2 separate regions of the Sus scrofa genome follow, and region 1 is linked to region 2. A link is a contact called in public Hi-C data. All regions are on one chromosome and are shown on one strand. Each heading gives the region's core, a stretch centred on a gene start, on an enhancer-like site or on the middle of the called end of the contact. The rest is flanking DNA. Distances are from core to core; before and after follow the strand shown.

Evidence for each region. Hi-C and Micro-C count contacts between places; a contact is called where the count stands out from the background.
Region 1: a contact with region 2 is called in a Hi-C map of alveolar macrophages, with 7 times the contacts expected there. The contact joins two enhancer-like sites. A contact is called at or near these places in 2 of 5 promoter capture datasets (fetal skeletal muscle and liver), 36 of 47 Hi-C or Micro-C datasets (adipocytes, adipose tissue, alveolar macrophages and 18 more) and 2 of 2 datasets of contacts at active chromatin or transcription factors (alveolar macrophages and skeletal muscle).

Annotation. Positions count from the first base shown.
Region 1 is chr17:984,960-990,046 of Sscrofa11.1, reverse strand. All of the region lies in intron 2 of LOC102168194 (a long non-coding RNA gene), which reads left to right. Among named protein-coding and RNA genes, the nearest start is that of LONRF1, 70 kb to the right of the region's middle. Within about 2 kb of position 3,021, at least 2 of the 83 cell types and tissues checked have an H3K27ac peak or open chromatin away from gene starts, as enhancers often do. A contact at or near this core is called in alveolar macrophages, where this site is marked.
Region 2 is chr17:876,525-881,920 of Sscrofa11.1, reverse strand. No RefSeq gene overlaps it. Among named protein-coding and RNA genes, the nearest start is that of LONRF1, 38 kb to the left of the region's middle. Within about 2 kb of position 2,655, at least 3 of the 83 cell types and tissues checked have an H3K27ac peak or open chromatin away from gene starts, as enhancers often do. A contact at or near this core is called in alveolar macrophages, where this site is marked.

The sequences.
Region 1 (5,087 bases), core at 1,772-4,271, 110 kb before region 2:
CTATTATGCATTCAGGAAATACAGTAAATGTATGTTGGAGCCTAATGTAAATAGTTTATGTCATAAATTACTTCTTATAATTTAAAAATGCATAAATTCAGAGTTAGCACCACATACTGGGTCAGCTCAATCTACAATTTTTTTTTTTTTGGTCTTTTTGTCTTTCTAGGGCCACACCCATGGCATACGGAGGTTCCCAGGCTAGGGGTCAAATCAGAGCTATAGCTGCCAGCCTACACCACAGCCACAGCAATGTCAGATCTGAGCTGCATCTGTGACCTACACCACAGCTCATGACAACACCGGATACTTAACCCGCCGAGCGAGGCCACGTCCTCATGGATAACAATCAGGTTCACTAACCACTGAGCCATGATGGGAACTCCTTGATCTACAAATATTTTAAGAGTTTACTCTATGCAAGATATCAGACTAGGAGATTTGGGGCATGGAGAGAAGACCTAGCTATGGACACTAGTCCCACAGTTTAGAGAGAGATGCATGTGAAGAAAATATACCAGTATGCACAAGAGACAATCAGAAATTCATTTCAACACTTTGAGAGAGAGAATACTATACCCACATACCTGATTCACTCCTGAATAAATGGTAGGAATAATGGCTTGATAGTGACCTAATTATTATTCTTACCTTTCACTGTTTGAGTGCTTACTTTCTCCTAGGCATCATGAGAAGTGATTTTCAAATATTACTCACTGGAGTTCCCATTGTGGCTCAGCAGTAATGAACCTGAGTAGTACCACAGGGACGAGGGTTCAATCCCTGGCCTTGCTCAGTGGGTTCAGGATCCGACATTGCTGTGAGCTGTGGTGTGGCAGACATAGCACAAATAAAGGAGGCAAATATAACTCAGATGCTCCCACATCCTTTGGCTTTTTGTGGGCCTGTTTTCTTTAATATTAAGATAAAATGCCTGGAGCCTGCATCCCACATAATGTGCAGAATCTGACACATTCCACAGTATTTGGAAGAGCTTTTTTTTTAAGTTGAAGTGCAATAGATTTACAGTGTTGTTTTAGTTTCAGGTGTACATACAGCAGGGTGATTCACTTATACATGTATATATCCATTCTTTTTCAGATTTTTACAAGATATTGAATGTAGTTCCCTGTGCTATATGATAGGTCCTTATTGTATATCTATTTTGTAGGTAGTAGTTTGTATATATTAATCCCCAAATCCTAATTTGGTTTTCCCCATCTTTCCTTTTAGTTACTATAAGATTGTTTTCTATGTCTGTGAATCTGTTTCTGTTTTATAAGTAAATTCATTCGTATCATTTTTTTAGATTCCACATACAAGTGCTGTCATGTGATATTTGTCTTCCTGTCTGACTTCCTTCACTTAGTCTGATAATCTTGAGGTCCTTTCATGTTGCTGCAAATGGCAATATTTCATTTTGGTTTTATGGCTGAGTAATATTCCATTGCGTGTGTTTACATAACACATCTTCTTTATCCATTCATCTGTCAGTAGACACTTAGGTTGCTTCTGTGTCTTAGCTATTATAAATAGTACTGCTATGAACATTTGTGTGCATGTATCTTTTCAAATTAGAGTTTTTGCCTTTCCATATATATGCCCAGGTAGGATTGCTGGATCATATGGTAACTCTATTTTTAGTGTTTTAAGGAACCTCCATACTATTCTCCATAGTGGCTGCACCAATTTACATTTCCTTCAACAGTGTGGGAGGGTTCCCTTTTCTTGGTGGGGGGGCTTTCTGAGTGTGTCTCAATGGCGTAAGCGTGAGTGATGAGTGTTAGTTTCCTGCCTCCTTCCCCCAGATCCCGGATCCTGGATTGAGTCTCAAGCACACACCTCCTAGCCATCCACTTGTATGCTGATCCTCTTTCTGTCCTCTTCATCTGACTTATGAAATTCCTCCTGTCTTCATCCCTTAAAACATCACTTCCACATATGCATTGTAGCCATGAACTTTTCTGAAAGTTAGAAAAATAAAGGGCACTAAGTGCAAAACAGAATAGAAAACAACCTAAGATTAAATATTTTACATCTAACCCTTTCTCTTCCCTCCAAAACCCTCTTCCATTTATCCCTCCTTCTCTCCAAATTTCAGGCTCCTTGACCTTATGCTGTCTGTCTTTCCTGGACTGAATGTAGATATCTGGTTTTAAATACTTTACTCAGAAGAGAAAATCAGCTTTTTTGAATTCAGTCCTTTTCCATTATCTAGACTTGCGGGGCAAAGGGTGAGAAATGTAGGTTTGCCTTTCAGATCCATAGACACATCAAGATATTTTCTAAACAAAAGAGTAAGTCTCTCTTTAAGAAATATTCTTCTGCCTTGACCAATGACTTGAATGGAAGTCATCTTTTAAAATGTCATTCCTGCTCTGCCTCACTTCACATGCATCTAAATGCATTTACAACTTCCCACTTTACAAATGAAGAAACTGAAACTTAAGGAGATTAAGGTACCTCTTCTACCTAGTTTGTAAGTGACAAAGCTGAAATCTAGCCGTGTATCTACTGATTCTAAAGCCTTATCCTCTTGAGTACCCCATTTATACACTTCTGGTTCAGAAAGCATGGGCTACACATATTCAAGAAATGTAAGATACTGGCAGAAAGCAGATGAAGGGATATTCCAGTTGGAAGGAGAGATATATTAGTGAGAATTAGTCCGGACATGATGGTATAAAGATTCAAACCAAGGAGTGGCAGTGGGTAAAGAGTTTTGACCATTTGATGGGGACAAAGAAAGAATTTTAAAAAGGCTTAACATTTTCTTGTCTGAGTAACAGACATTATTTATTTATTCAACTAATGGGTATTGATGTGTCAGTCATGGTGTATGTCAGTATTGCACCAGGTGTCGAATTACAGTAGCAGGAATAGGAAAGTCAGGGATGAGGAGATGAGGCATCTACAGTGAGACATGAGGAGGATGCTGTGCGGACACACATCCTGGTAGGATGTCCAGCAGGCAGTGGGAAATACCAAACTCCCTTTGGTCTGAAAGATCTAGGCCCTCAGAGAACACCAGGTGGCAGCACTGACGTGGAGTTCAGCTGAAGCAGGACCAACTAACATCTATGAAGTCTTGTGTTTTGCATCTGAAACAGATTTAAACAATGCATCTTTTTTCTTAGGAGAGTGCTTTTAAGATATCCACAAATAAAGTTAACTTATTCAATGCCTTTTTAAACATTGATGAACAACTTTTCCATTTGGGAAGCTGGGAGTTGTTTTAGTAGAAGGATATGTGTTTTAATATCATTTAGCTTTTACATAGTATAATTTACCAAAAAATCCAGGGGAAATGTGCACATGATTAGGGAAATATTCTTCCAGCTGGATCAATATTCTCAATGTTATTAAATTGTCCGTTACCATGTTCACAGTTTATAAGCTAACAGTCACCCTATTAGCTATTGGCAGGGATTAAAATACTGTGAGAACCTTCAGGTTACAATATTGCTAAATGAGGTGGATGTTTTGTTACATAATTAGCACATTATACTCTGTTTCTAGATTTAGCATAATTCTTCTACCCATGCTTTCTACCCACCCCACCTTCCCTGAAATGAATACCTCCTTTGGTCTCAGGTTGTTTTATCTTTTCTTACAATTAGTTGTCTTATCTTTTCACTTCATGTCTCCTTACAACACAGCAGTGCACTATTATTGGGAAACGAACCAGTATGAGAGCTCAACACAGAGCCAGCACGAGGAAGACTGGCTCAGAGCAGAAATAGTACCCTCATTCCTCCAAGTACAGGGGTTTAGAGATGCTTTAGAAAGATGCAGTTGGTAATTAACACCAGGCTCACACTGTGGCTGTGATGGTTTGTGAGTCCCTGATTTGTATCTTGCCATATAGAGTTATTCTTAGTTCTTTAGTGGGTGCTAAATAGTTCATTCCAACTGTGAATTTAGTTCTTTTCAATGAATCCATTTTTGGTCCTTCTGCAGTTCTAAATTACTGAAACTCCTCAGGGATTGATCCAGCAAATTTTTAAAAAATTAGAAGCTTCTGTTGTGAACAATCTACCTATCAAAACAAGTGTCTGCTGCTGGGATCTGGTGGAACTCAAGAAGGTAGAAAAAGAGCTATAACAACTGGGAAAACCTGGTAGAGAAAAGGGGAGGAGGTACTGAAACATAATCCAGAGAAAAACATCATACCCGTATAGAGAGATATTCTGTAGAACAACTCTCAATATCACGAGAGACAAAGAAAATCTGGGAGTTCCCGTCGTGGTGCAGTGGTTAACGAATCCAACTAAGAACCATGAGGTTGCGGGTTCGGTCCCTGCCCTTGCTCAGTGGGTTAACGATCCGGCTCCGGCGTTGCCGTGAGCTATGGTGTAGGTTGCAGACGCGGCTCGGATCCTGCGTGCTCTGGCGTAGGCCAGAGGCTACAGCTCCGATTCGACCCCTAGCCTGGGAACCTCCATATGCCACGGGAGCAGCCCAAAAAATAGCAAAAAAGACAAAAAAAAAAAAAGAAAGAAAATCTGAAAAATGGTTCCCAATTAAAGGGATATGACAAGTAGATATGATCTTTTAACCTGGACTGAATCCGTCACTAGGAAATAAAGGAAATTTTTGGAATAGATGACCAAATTAAAAAAATAAATAAAATATATGTGACCATTCTGGAAAAAAAAATATGGGCTCTATATATTGTGCCAAAGCTCTATGTCCCGAATTTGATCACTATACTGTGATAATGTAAAAGAATATCCTTGTTCTTAGGAGATAGAGGCAGAAGGCTTTAAGGGGAAAGGGGCATGATGAATGCAACTTATTATAAGAAGGTTTGGGAAAAAAATAGAAAGGAATGAAAAACCAAATATAAAATGTTAACAAATATTGAATCTGGGTGAAGTTTATTCTAAAACTTTTCCAGACATTGCAATTATTTAAAATTTTATAGTAATAATGATAACAGTAATAATAATTCAGAGAAACTGGACCTTCACACCAGCTATATATTTTTTTGCTTCAAACCCGACTAGACACCTCTGTCTCATCACCTATGGTAGCAACAGAAATAAAAATGCCAGGGTTTAAGGTAAATATAAAAAAAGTTTTAA
Region 2 (5,396 bases), core at 1,406-3,905:
CTGCTGATGTTCCTCACCTGGCTTATGTCCCAGCGTTCCCCACGGTCAGCAGAAGCAGGCCACCTGTGACCAAACCCGCAGGAAGGAACAAGGGTCCCGCACCACAAAGATAAGTAGACAGTCAAATCCCGTTGATTTGAGGAAAAACCTAAAGACGACAAACCCAGCACCCGTTGACTTGAGCATGTGCACTTCCTAAAAAGATCTGGGAATCACAATAGTGTCCTCAGTCCTTGGCACCATAGACACGTTCAATGACATTTGTTGAGTCAAGGAATAAATCATAAAAATAAACTAAGCAGAGGAGTTAAATAGAAGAATGCAGACAAATAATGAAGGGTGAGGTGGAGGGTTGAGTTGGAGACCTTTCCTGAGCATAATGTAGAGAGCAGGAGAGGCAAAGCAGGAGGAAAGATGGAGACATGGAGGAGAGATTCAAAGTTTTAACATCCATTGATAGAAGTTTCTTAAGAGTAGAGAAGAAACAATACAAATATTAGCTTGAGTAATGAAATAACATGCGCTTTCTTAGGGACCTAGTTCATCCATTTAAAGAGAACAGTAAGGCCAACTTAGATGACTGAGAACAAAGCAATAATTCAATTGTCTGGCTCATTGATCCACAGGGAAATGGCTAGCTCAATGAGATGTATTTTCTTTCTAAGCCAATGTTTAAATGCCAACATTTTGAAAATGTTAAACATTTTTTATAGATAAGATATTTATGACCTGGTTTACTAAGTGAGCTCTCTTATAGACCTGCCTCCAAATAGCTTTTGGCTGTTCACCAAAATTTAAATGTAAGATTTTTGTTGTTTTTGGTCATAGCAGGATATGGAAAAGCATATAGGCTTCATTTCAAAAGGTGGTAAACATTCACATTTAATCCTCAAAGTCCTGTGAAATAGGTATTGTCCTTGTAAGGATGAGGAAAAGGAAACACTAAGTAGTTATGTGATTTATCAAAGGATTACACAGCTAATATGTGGTGGGACTGACTGAACCCAGGCAATATGTCTAAACTTTTCTGCCACATCAAGACATAAAGCATCTAAGAAGGTTGATGTGTGAAGGGTCTGAAGTGATCGACGGGACTCTCTAACTTAGCAGACTTGGCACTTGGGGGAAGGGTATATATTACCACCATGGAATTAGAACTTGTTTTTAAGCACCTCACCAAGATGGTGATACGGCCAAAGCAGGCTCAGCCCTACATTTCTGGGAGTGGTATAAATTGCTAACAATCTTTTTAGAAAGTAATATTGCAGGATACGTATCAAAGATGTTCATAATCTTCAACTCAGTCTCACTGTTGGGTCTTATCTCTCCTTGTTTCAATTAGCAGAGACCCAAATTAAAAAACCCAGAACAGAACAATGGTATATAGCATTGAAATTGGGAAAATCTCATATGCTCCATGCTTAGAATATCTTCTATATTCTTTGGAATGCCTTTGTTGCTGAGTACTCAATCTCTGATCCCCAAATTTTAATCCACTTTCATTAATTGTCAGTGTCACTGAAATTAGTCAAGACTGTCTAGAGACCTTTCCTTTCAAGTAAAGTAAAGGAGGAAGGGGTGTGTGTGATTCCTGAAGTAAATTTTACTATCACCAACAAATTGAATATGAAGGTAAAGAAGTAACAATATTGCAACATACAGAACAAATCACTGTTGAAGAGCCTAGCAGGCTGGAAGGGTAGGGACAACAAAGAAAACAAAATGGGAAGGTAAAAGTTATAAGAACTTATGCAAGCCAGAGTGGAAGAAAAACATATCTCCAGTTCCAAGAATATTTCCACATCGGTGGAGTTAGAACAGACTTATGAATTACCTCTTGTACTCAAACGGTCAAGCCCAAGATGGTGGTTAAGCAGCAAGTGAAAACAGGCATGCAAAACCAGGTCTCTAGGTCTGCACTATTGGCCTTTAATTGAGCTTCTCTTAAGTACCAGACCCCCTACCATATATATATACACACACACACACACATATATAGATATCTATATAGATATAGATATCTAAATATATGTAGATAGATAGATGTGTGTGTATATAGATAGCTATATATATGCATATATATAAATATATGTATATAGATATGTTGTATGTATATATGTAGTTACATATAGATGTTGCTACTGAAAGTTAATGCAATCCTGGTTTTTTGTTAAGTGATCTAGATTTATACCCGGGTGCCCCAATTTTTTAAAAATAACTTCCCTGTTCTTAGTATGAAAAAAAGTGGTTGAATTTATTCAGTTTCAGACTTGGTATTACACTGTAAATGTATTAAACTATGCCATAAATGCACATATATATATATACACATATATATACACACACACACAAACATATCTCCATATATACATTTATTTTCCCCTTCTTTACAATTAATGTATGTTAGCCCACTTGATATTCTTTCATAGCTCTTTGATGCTCTAGTGTTTTTCCCTTTCCACTTTATGTTGTAGTTTAGATAATTTTTATTGATCTCTCTTGAAGTTTGGGCATTTGTTTGTGTTTAAAGTTTCACTAAGCTATTCCAAAATATTGCTGCCTCCTCATCCATTTGTGTGGCTAAGTGGCTTTGCTGTGACCTTGAACTGACATTAGTCCCACCCACAAGTGCATGCTTTCCGTGACAGCCTTGGAGTCACAAGTTCCTGGTATGACTTGCCCAACATCCCTGGTGATAAACAGTCTTTCCAGATGCCTAGCTTTTTCCATTCGTGTGTCCTTTAAGTAAGAGTCCCTGGGAGCTTACTTAAACCCTGCTCTTTATGATTTGATCCAGCCTTAGCCTGAGCCCGGCAAAGCATTGCACCTGTGGACCTTAATAAAGGCATGTGCCCCAGGTCCTGCTACTTGCACGCCACCTGCATCCTGCTTAACATCACTGTGTGGCCCCTCGAGGCTGCTGTGGACCTCCCCTGGGATCTGTGAGTGATAACCTTCTCTAGCTCACTTTCCCTTTCGATCTTTGTTGAGCTGTGGCTCATCATTTTGACTCGGTACCCAAGGCTCTACTTAGCAAATGTTAATTTAACAAAATCACAACAGTTTGCCTGAGGTTTTTTCTTTGTGTTTGTGTTTTATACTCAGCTTAATTCTTCTCCTGCTACCTGTACTCATAGCAGTTTTTAATTTTTCAGTGCTTACTTGCCTGGTAAATAAGGGGGTTTCTCTCATCTTGCTCCCCTCCCCTCAGTTGGAGACACTCTACTCCAGCATGAACTCTGAAGATGGCTCTGCTGGTTTATTATATAGAGAATAGATTGCCTAAAGCAATCCAGTTTGTGGTGCTTTGCTACTGCAATCTCAGGACATTAATATCACATTCAATTTAGACTGATAAAGAATATGATGCAAAGCCATATGGAAGTGGGTCTGAAACTGGTTGAAAACTTCCTTTTTTCAGATGTAATTGATTCTGGTAGCTGGAGTTGGAATACTTGTAGGTTGAGATAAAATTGCCAAAAAATGAAGAAAGGAAAGGACTTAAGGAAAAATCAACAGATGAGACTCAAAATAAATATGCCTTTGACTCCAGAAACATCTATTCCCAAGTCCATTCAGACTTGTAAATATGAGACAAATAGACATCATCCTCTCATCCCATGGCAACATATCTGAATGATCCTAGCATATACAAGAATATATACTATATATACACACACACATACTAGGTGTTCAATAAATACCTCTAGAATGACTGCCTATCGGGATATAAATATAAACAAATGATTTTGTTACTACTAAGTTGGTTTGATTTTCAAAATCGAAAGATCATTGGGGTCTATGGGGAAACAAATTTCATAAGTCAACCCGAGTTACTTTTATTCTTAATTTTACAAATTATTATGCTATTTCTGCACCATCTTGTTGATAATATATAAGGGTTAAGAATGTCAAATGGTTAGAAAATCTACTCTTATAGCAACTTCCTTTGGAAAGCCAGAAGACAGAAAAGATGCTGGCCTAGTGTCATCTTCCCTGAGCTAGGGTTCAGGCTTCTTTTATACCAAAAGAGGAGGGGCTAAAGTCCTGGTTTCCCCAGACTCCAGAGGAGGTGTGTTCATTTCTTCCTTCCTGCAACCCTTCACAAGTGGGTCTGGTCAGGATGTTTCCTATGAAAAAGAGCCTACTCTTTGCCAGGCGCTCTCCTAACGACAAAGGTCTTTGTCAAATAAACAAGGTCTCCACCCTCAATAAGCTTCAAACGCTAGAGCAGGGGAGAGAGACTACATTAAATAGCCAGACCAGCGGCCCTGGTGCAGGTCAAAGGGGAATGGCCTGGCACATATTCGTTCCATCACAACCAACTCTGCAGGGCAGATACTCCACGGTGTGAGCATATAGGAGCTATCTTTTCTGGAAACTTGGGCTTCCTTTGAAGGAAGGAGGAAGATTGGCTGGCGCTCCTTGTTACCCCTCCGGTCCCTGCGGCCAGAACAGGCTCGCCCAGGGCTCTCTGAAGGTGGCGCCCACCAAGGCCCTTGTGTCCGCGGGTGAGGGCACGCTGTCTGGGCGGAGCTGGGGTGCCCAGCCGGGAGCGCGGAGTGGAGCCGGACTGAGCTGCTGGGGCAGTGGGGCCTCCGCAGAGAGGCCTCTTCGGGGAAGCCGCCTGGGGCTAGAGGAGGTTGAGGCTAAGGGCGGGCGCTCCCCCGCGGCCAGGCGGGGTCAGTAGTCCAGGGTACACGTCTGGCCTTGCCAGAAGTCCTGGACCGGGTAGAGGCTGGTTCTCCGCACCATCTCCCGGCTGAAGCTGGGAAGGCTACTGAAGCCAGCGCTCTTCACCTTCTGTTTCCAAGTGAAAGTTGCCATTGGGTCGGTTGTCCTGCTCTTCCATCCAAACCGTGAGAGCTACGTGCTACCAGGACCCACAGGCCATCGGCTGCGCCGCCTTAGCCTCTTTCTCCCAAGTCAACGTTGCCCGGGAAGGGCAGGACCAGTCTTCAAGGTTGGACTCCGTGGCTCCCACCCCCAGCCAGTGTCGGAGTAGTAGATGGACTGTGTTTCCCGTGGGTCAGGTGGTGATGGTGCCAAGGCCGGGCCACTTCGCCTCTGTTGCTGCACCAGACAGGCCTCGAGGCCCTTGCACGGCATTCCCAAAGGACTTCCAGGGCCTCCACAGCAGCAGCCAGGACAACACAATGGGGACATCACGCAGATAGAGGACGAAGTAAATTCAAAAACCCTAAGGGGAGAATGAGATTGGTGTGTGCTGGTATTGCAAGGAGGTGGATGAGGCCAGGGTTTAGGGATTAAAGAGAATAGAAGAGGAAAAGAACAAAAATTTAGGCAGGGACCAGATTATATACTCTTTTATGGACCATAGGAAGGAATTTGGATTTTCTTTTAGTTGGTTTGGAAAGCTGTTGGAGAATATGCAG